Regions from separate parts of the Hordeum vulgare genome. Here region 1 is linked to region 2. A link is a contact called in public Hi-C data. All regions are on one chromosome and are shown on one strand. The core of a region is the stretch at or near the end of the contact, and the rest is flanking DNA. Distances in the headings are between cores, read along the strand shown. Region 1 holds the start of LOC123449153 (peptidyl-tRNA hydrolase ICT1, mitochondrial). Region 2 holds the start of LOC123449151 (chloride conductance regulatory protein ICln).

Evidence for each region. Hi-C and Micro-C count contacts between places; a contact is called where the count stands out from the background.
Region 1: a Hi-C map of seedling shows a contact between it and region 2, with 6 times the contacts expected there. The contact joins the promoter of LOC123449153 here to the promoter of LOC123449151 in region 2. A contact is called at or near these places in 5 of 6 Hi-C or Micro-C datasets (leaf and seedling) and 1 of 1 datasets of contacts at active chromatin or transcription factors (embryo).

Annotation. Positions count from the first base shown.
Region 1 is chr4H:500,816,607-500,820,253 of MorexV3_pseudomolecules_assembly, reverse strand. It overlaps LOC123449153 (peptidyl-tRNA hydrolase ICT1, mitochondrial), which reads left to right and starts at 1,655. Exons shown (of 8, transcript XR_006631961.1): 1 at 1,655-2,058; 2 at 3,185-3,244.
Region 2 is chr4H:500,533,116-500,536,683 of MorexV3_pseudomolecules_assembly, reverse strand. LOC123449151 (chloride conductance regulatory protein ICln) reads left to right here and starts at 1,301. Exons shown (of 7, transcript XM_045126255.1): 1 at 1,301-1,638; 2 at 1,745-1,868; 3 at 2,872-2,989. The coding sequence starts at 1,478.

The DNA.
Region 1 (3,647 bases), core at 406-2,905, 280 kb before region 2:
GGGGAAACCAAAAAAATCGGCAAAGAAAACGATGAAAAACATGGATAACAATGAAAAACGAAGCAAAATAATTATTTTTTGAAGAAACCAAGTATAACAAAAATAACGAGCCTACGAAGAGGGGCAATCGAAACCTCTCTAAATGTCTTTTATTTGCGGAAGACTGCTAGATGTCGCCCACAACTTTCTTTTGTTGAGAAAAGTATAGATTTCCCCTCAATTTCGGCTATTGGCATCAAATACCTTCTCAACTTTAAAACAAGTTTCTTAGGCCCCTAAATTGTGGCAAACCAGAAAAATCTCCACCCCCAATGGTTTTGGACATGATTTGTGGCGGCATTGCCTTTGACTGTGCTAACTGGTTTTGATGACGTGCCATCCCCAATTGAAGAACACCTGCCGTCGCTCTTGCCTCGCTTGTCATTCAAGAAGCTCCCCAGACGAGGGTCTTTAACTGGAGAAAGAATAAAACAAAAGAAAAACAAAGTTAGTATGCACAAGCAGTGTGATGTCCTAGTGGTTGGTGCACTGCTATGGGACAATTGAGGTCCAAAGTTTGAATTTGTCGCCATGCATGTTTCTTTTTGTAGTTTTAACACACACAAAAAAAGTCAGCCCCAGCGCGAAGGGGTGTATGCAAACCACCTGGCCACCCAACGGGCCTGGTATCTTATAACCTTTTACTTTTTTCTTCTTCTTTTTTCTTTTCAATTGTTTCCTTTTTCATTTCTACTTTTTCTTTTTCATGGTTCAATGAACTATTCTTCAAATTGATGAACTTTTTTTGAAAATTTGATGAACCTTTTTAAAATTTTGATGAAGTTTTTTTTGAATTGCATGAACTGTTTTTTCAATTTCAATGATCTTTTTTACAGATAATTTGTTTCAAAATTGATGAACGTTTTTTAAATTGAATGAACTTTTTTTCAAATGGATGAACTTTTCCAAATCGGTGAGCTTTTTAAATTCGATGATTTTTATTCAAAGTTGATGATTTTTTTGCAAATTCGATGATTCCTTTTTAAATTTTGTTTCAAAATTGATTAAGTTATTTCAAAATCGATGAACTTTTTTTGAAATAAGTTTTTTGAAATTCAACAAACTGTTTTCATTAAAAAACTTTTTCCAAAAAATATATATAATTACTCAAAATTCTCAGTGACATAGTAAATGACTGAGTAATATATAGCGCGGCTGCATTAGTTCTAAAATAACCCGAGTTGCAATATTTCTGTAGCGTTTTGACAGACTGACACTGTAGTAATCCCTCCATTTTAAAATTATTGTCTTAGGTTTGTTTAGATATTGATGTGTCTAAATACTAAAACTTGAGTAGACACATTCATATCTAGATAAATCTAAGATAAGAATTTTAGAACCAAGGGAGTAGTTAGCTAAGCAATTACAGGGATGTGCGGCGCGAGCCCTATTCCCCGTAGTGCGAATATTTTCGGTGGTTTTGTCGCGCTATAATTCTGTGTACTGCGTTGCGCGTTCATGGGCCGTCCTACTAGTGGCTGCACTGGGCGCGAGTACGCTTCCGCGGCGCTTAACGCGCCAAATATAGCCGGGGTGATTTTGTTTTTTTGTTGGAGAAACTACTCTGTGCTTGCTACCTCTAATATTTGCCCGTGAGCGAGCAGATCACCACCGAAGCCCTTTAAGCCCAAAGGAATTTCTACCTCTTCTTCTTCACCTTGCTGCCGTATGCCCACCGTGGCCATTCCGGTCGTCTCGTCGCTCGACACTCGGCTCCCTCCACAGAAAGGCTAATGGCGACCGCCATGCGGAGCACCCGCCTCCTACGGCTCGGCTTCCGTCACGTCCCTTCTCTCCTCTTCCGAGGACCCCTGTTCCCCTCCCCGAGCCCGGGCCTGGGCCTGGGCCTGAGCGTTGGCAGGGTCGGGTTGGTCCACCTCCGATGCTCGGCGGCCGAGGCCGGCGACGGCAGGGGTAAGAAGGTGTCAGCGCGACTAGCGCTGGCACAGCAGGTGATGCGCGACGCCGAGGAACGCGCAGCCTCAGCCGGCTCTGATCCCGCCCCCAAGATCACCATGGGTAACGCACTCCAACCGCCCTAATTGCCCCCATTGGTACATCAAATCCGAATTGATGGCCGCATGCTCTAGAAATAGAGTAGTAAGTAAAACTGTTTCAATCCTAGCAAAGTTCCGTATTAAGAATTAGAGTTTTTAATTTGTAGCTTATGACTAGAAACATAGAAGATGGGGATCACGAGGTACCGTATTTGCTAAAGGCTCGGGAGGATTACAATTCCTCTGCAGTAAAAATGTAATTTATGGAGCACGAAATGGGCACCTGATGTAGGTCCATAAGTCCATTCTACCTAGCCATCTAGCCCCCAGGGAGTTGGCCCTCCTGATTGCTCATTCAAGTATATGTGTATCTGCTACTCATGCATACATTTCATGCTAAGGACATCGTTCTGCTGGCATTTACATAGCGCCCTAGAATTTTTAAGCTGGCGGTGTGGTGAATGCGAGCTTTGAAGTTGATTTGGTTGCTCTGTTGCCAATCTGCTTTTATTAAGCAGAAACCGGTACTGTGGAAAGCAAGTTAATTAAGCTTGACAAGTAGCTAGGCTTGCTTGCCTTATAGCTTGAAGCAAAAAAGAAGAAATAAATATTAGGTACAGATGTGAGGCAATAGTGAACTTTTGGTTAGTAAACTGCTTTATCTAACCTGTAAGTTCATGTAAGATGTGATGGAGCATCTGGCCTGATTTTTGCAAGTTGCAAGTAAAATGCATATTCTTGTCACGACTTGTTTCAGGTATTTGACTATGTACTGGAATAAGGAAAATAGTTTGAAGAAGTCGCTAAACTGCGATCATATATATAGCATACATTACAACTATTTATGTCAGCGGTCAGTAGCGGAGCTACAACAAAAAACCAGGGCAGGCCAATCTAAGCTTCATTTTTTTCACTCGTACATAGGCATTGTTTTTGCTTATCAACTAGTCTATTACTCATGCATATGTTTTGGATTGAGCGGGCCATGGCACAGTTTAGCCCTCACATAACTGTGCCAGTGTCAACAGTATTAGATCTGTATTCTGTATCCCAGTGATATTTCTAAATGTTTGATTCCTGATGACTATGTATCGAATCGTTACGTGGGTTGCCAAGCTGTTCTGAAATAGCCCACTTTATGTGTGCAGATCATGTTACTGTTAGTTTTGCAAGAAGTGGGGGTGCAGGTGGTCAGAATGTTAATAAAGGTTTGCTGTCTGTACATTCTCCTTATTTATCACTGCATTGGTGTTTTTGCCTAGTATATCTGAATTGTTGATGGTTCGGCATTGTGAAACTAATGAGTGATTTGTTTTGTTAACCAATTCCAATTTAGCAGTAGCATGTTTTGTTTCATCACTTGTTATGTTCAAATCATTGTTGTTGGCCTATCGATGGGGTGTTTTATTTGAGGTATCACCTTGTCCTAGGATGGGTGAGCCCATCATGCAATGGCCCAGTTGTCAAAACAAAAAAATCATGGAATGGTCCATTAAATTTATATTCGGGTGGGGTTAATAGAAAATTAGAGTTGTGGAGACAGACTTTAGAATCTAAAGCTTTTAGGCGTAGTAGAACTAAAACTGAGTACATGAGATGTTGTTTCATTAC
Region 2 (3,568 bases), core at 52-2,551:
CCCTATTAAGGCTGATGCTACCCATCAACCGACTGATAACTTGTAGTTATTAGCCGCCTTATCTATCGTTAGTTACGCTTAATCAAGGACGTCAGTTCGTCTCTCACATCACAAGATACTCATCGCCCGTCACAGTATCTTTTGCAACAAACATAAACCGCTCCATTGCAGCGGACTTCATCATAGATCGAGCGTGCGACGGTTGCCGTCGGCCGGTTGTAGCATGATCGATGTTGAGGTGGAGCTGCAATGAAACACCGTCGGTGACCGCCGCTGCTGCGATGGAGTATTGCTTGGTCGCCTGATGCCGTGGTGGAGCTTTAATGCAACACCATCGGGGTGTCGCCGTGGCTGCGGTGGAGCATCGTTGGACCGCCAACAGCTCCGGTCGCGCTTGCGAGGGCTATGTCACATGACCGACAGCCGACAACCGCCACATCATAGCATTGCCGAACTCTACATCGCAGCACCGACGACCACCACGGGCCCCATAGCAGCACAACACCGATGAGGGATGCATTGTAGCCCCGGCGGCCAACGACGAGCGCCGTGTCGCAGCGCCGGCAACACCGCCGAATGTTGCATCACAGCACCGGAAACCGTCGATAGTTGCTCCGTCTCATCGTCGGAGCATCTCTGCAGCATCGCGAGTGTTTGATGACAACGTGTGATGTGTTGCATCCCAACATGGCCGTCGGTTTTGCATGTATATTTTTGAGAAACTTGAGCAGCAAAGCTTCACGAGGAGAGGGACGAGAGGTTAGAGACCAAGAAAGTGGATTACGTATTCATGTTTTTCTGAGAGAAAAAGAAGAAATGGTTGGTTTACGCTCGCGGAAGAGAAGAGATAACGTTTGGTGGCCGGTGGCTGACGCGACTTGCGCACGAGGCGAGCAACGCACATCGAGTCGATCGGACGCGTCACGAAGCGGTTTACCGCAGCCAGAAATTAGTCGGTTGGTTTTAAACATTTTCCCCTTATTAATGCCTATTTCTTGAGTGAGCAGCCAAACTAGAAACTCCCAAGTGAGCAGCCAAACTAGAAACTCCCAAGTGAGCAGCCATAAAGCAAGAACAATCTTTACCATTGTTTTAAAGGAACATCCTGGCGGCTGTAGTTTTCTTTCTTTTGAGTGTTTTTGACGTGATTCTTTTGAGGGTTTCTTGGCAGCTGCCTTTTTTTTTCTTTGTTTATCTTTTTTTTGGGTGACAGCAGCGGCAGCTAAAATTCGGGAACAGCATTCTGGTCCGTTCTGCGGGCCTTTATAACGGACTGCTTGGGCCATGCTACTGCCGCATAAAACTATGCGTAGGAGACGGTGACCAGCTCACCAGCGTATGGCGCAGCCAGGATACAAAGCTGTTTTCCACTCGAGCAACCGCTAAACCCTTTCAAAAGAAAATCCCCAAATCTCGCACGCTCCAAGTCCAAGGCCCGAAACCCTAGCTCTCTGCTTCGTCCCCACCACCGCCCCCCATGGCGCCAGGGCTCAAACGCTTCACCGACGTCGCGGCAGACGGCGCGCCCCGCCTCGACGACGCCGCCGGAGAGGAGCTCGTCTGCGTGGAGCGCGCCGCCTCGGTCGCCCTCGGCAGCCGCGCGCCGGAGCCCCCGGGAACCCTCTTCATCACCACCAGGTAGAGGGCGCGAGCTGATGGATTTCGCGCCCTCCTGCCGCACCGGCACCGAGGCCGTCTCTTCCGGCGCCTTACTTTTCCTGCCCGTTTGCGTTTCTGTTCTCAGGAGGGTGATTTGGCTCAGCGAGGCGGAGAAGGACAAAGGATACGTGGTGGACTTCCTGGACATCACGCTCCACGCAGTGTCACGCGACCCGGAGGCGTACCCCTCGCCGTGCCTCTACACTCAGGTGATTGAGGGTACAACCGCCCTGTGAAATTTTGTGGTGCTGGTGACTAATTTGGAAAACAGTCGATCACTTGTATTTCCTTACTTTTTAACATTTGTGGCTTGTTTGAAGTTGGGGGTGTACTTGGACTGACCTTTGTAAGTCATTTAGTCCTCATGTTCTGTTGGTATTATTTGCTGCAGTTTGTTTTGGTGGTTTATATTGTTAGTTCCTCTCGGCACACAACACGCATGTCAGGGGGCTCATTTGAGCATATAAAGCTTTTTTTGCTGTTTCTTTTATATTAGTGCCTTGTAGCTTGGATGAACAAGGAGATTTGGGTTGTGGGAAATTTAATATGGCAGATAAGTCATTTAGTGTATGATTTGTGTCACATGTAGCATGCATATTTTGATATCTTATGATTACAGTTATAGGTCTAGCTGTAACATCAAGGATTGTCTGGCACCATTATGCCTTTGGAATGTCACTTGGTTCGGTGGGATGTTAAACATGAGATATCCTGAGTCGTGTGGTTCATCAAATGAGTTGCTTAAAACGTAGCTAAGGTCATATATTTCTGTGGTTGGAGTGGACTAAACTCCATATTACACAGTTCTTTATTAAGATATACTCTCTGTATATGCACATGGGCCGCCAAATGCAGCCTCTGTGTCTCTTTTCTTGATAGCTAGCAGTGACCTGTGGCTAGCAGTGACCTGTGTCATATCTCATTGACTTGCCATTTGCAGCCCGTTTGTTAGTCTGCTGCTAGTGTTTTAGGACTTGTATCAGCCCTAGGGTGTGGATGATTGAAGTTTTAAAAAGAAAACTAGTTTGGTCTGTTTGCAAAATAAAGCTAGTGTTAGTAAATACCTAACTTTGTTACTACATTTATACTGATTGTTTGGTCCGTTCTGGTTTTGCTCTTTGTGGTCAGTGCTCATTAGATAGCTAAGTAATAATCTCGTTTGTTGGAATGCTATAGCTCTAATGTGTGATACCCCTCTTATACTGTTTATAGATTGAGGCCGAAGCTAACTCCGATGAAGAAGGTGGTGATATGGATGCTGAAGCATATGGTGACTCACAGCTACCAAAAATCTCTGAGTTGCGTATTATACTTGCAGACGCTGGCCAACGTATCCTTCTAAAGTTTTCATATACTTTTGCCCATTATGGCTGATGCTTTTATCTTGCAATGCCTTCTTCTGATTTCATTGTTAAAAACCAGTGGACAGCTTTAGGCTGCCGCCTTTTTTTTTGCAGTTAATTTCTGTTTTCTATTGTTTATTGTAATAGTGATGCTTCGACTTTCTATTTTTCTAATGACTTATCCAGTAAAGGAATTAGTTCTAGAACATGGAATTCGAATCTTTCCTCTTTGCTACTGAAGGTCAAAAATATGTTTAAGTTCATCTGCATTGATGGGAACCACTGCATTCCAATTGTGTTTCCATCATTTCCTATTTTTCAGAAAATGAAGATATGGATGTAACCAAGTACTCCCCCTGTAAACTAATATAAGAGTGTTTAGATCATTAAAGTAGTGATCCAAATGCTTTTATATTAGTTTACAGAGGGAGTAATAATATAGATAAAACTATGTAGTGAACTAGTGATTAGATAAATCTATTATAATTTTGGAAGAAGTTATATAAGCTAATTAGTTCGTAGGTACATCATGCGATGCAATGCAAAAAATGATTCGAGCTCTGTTT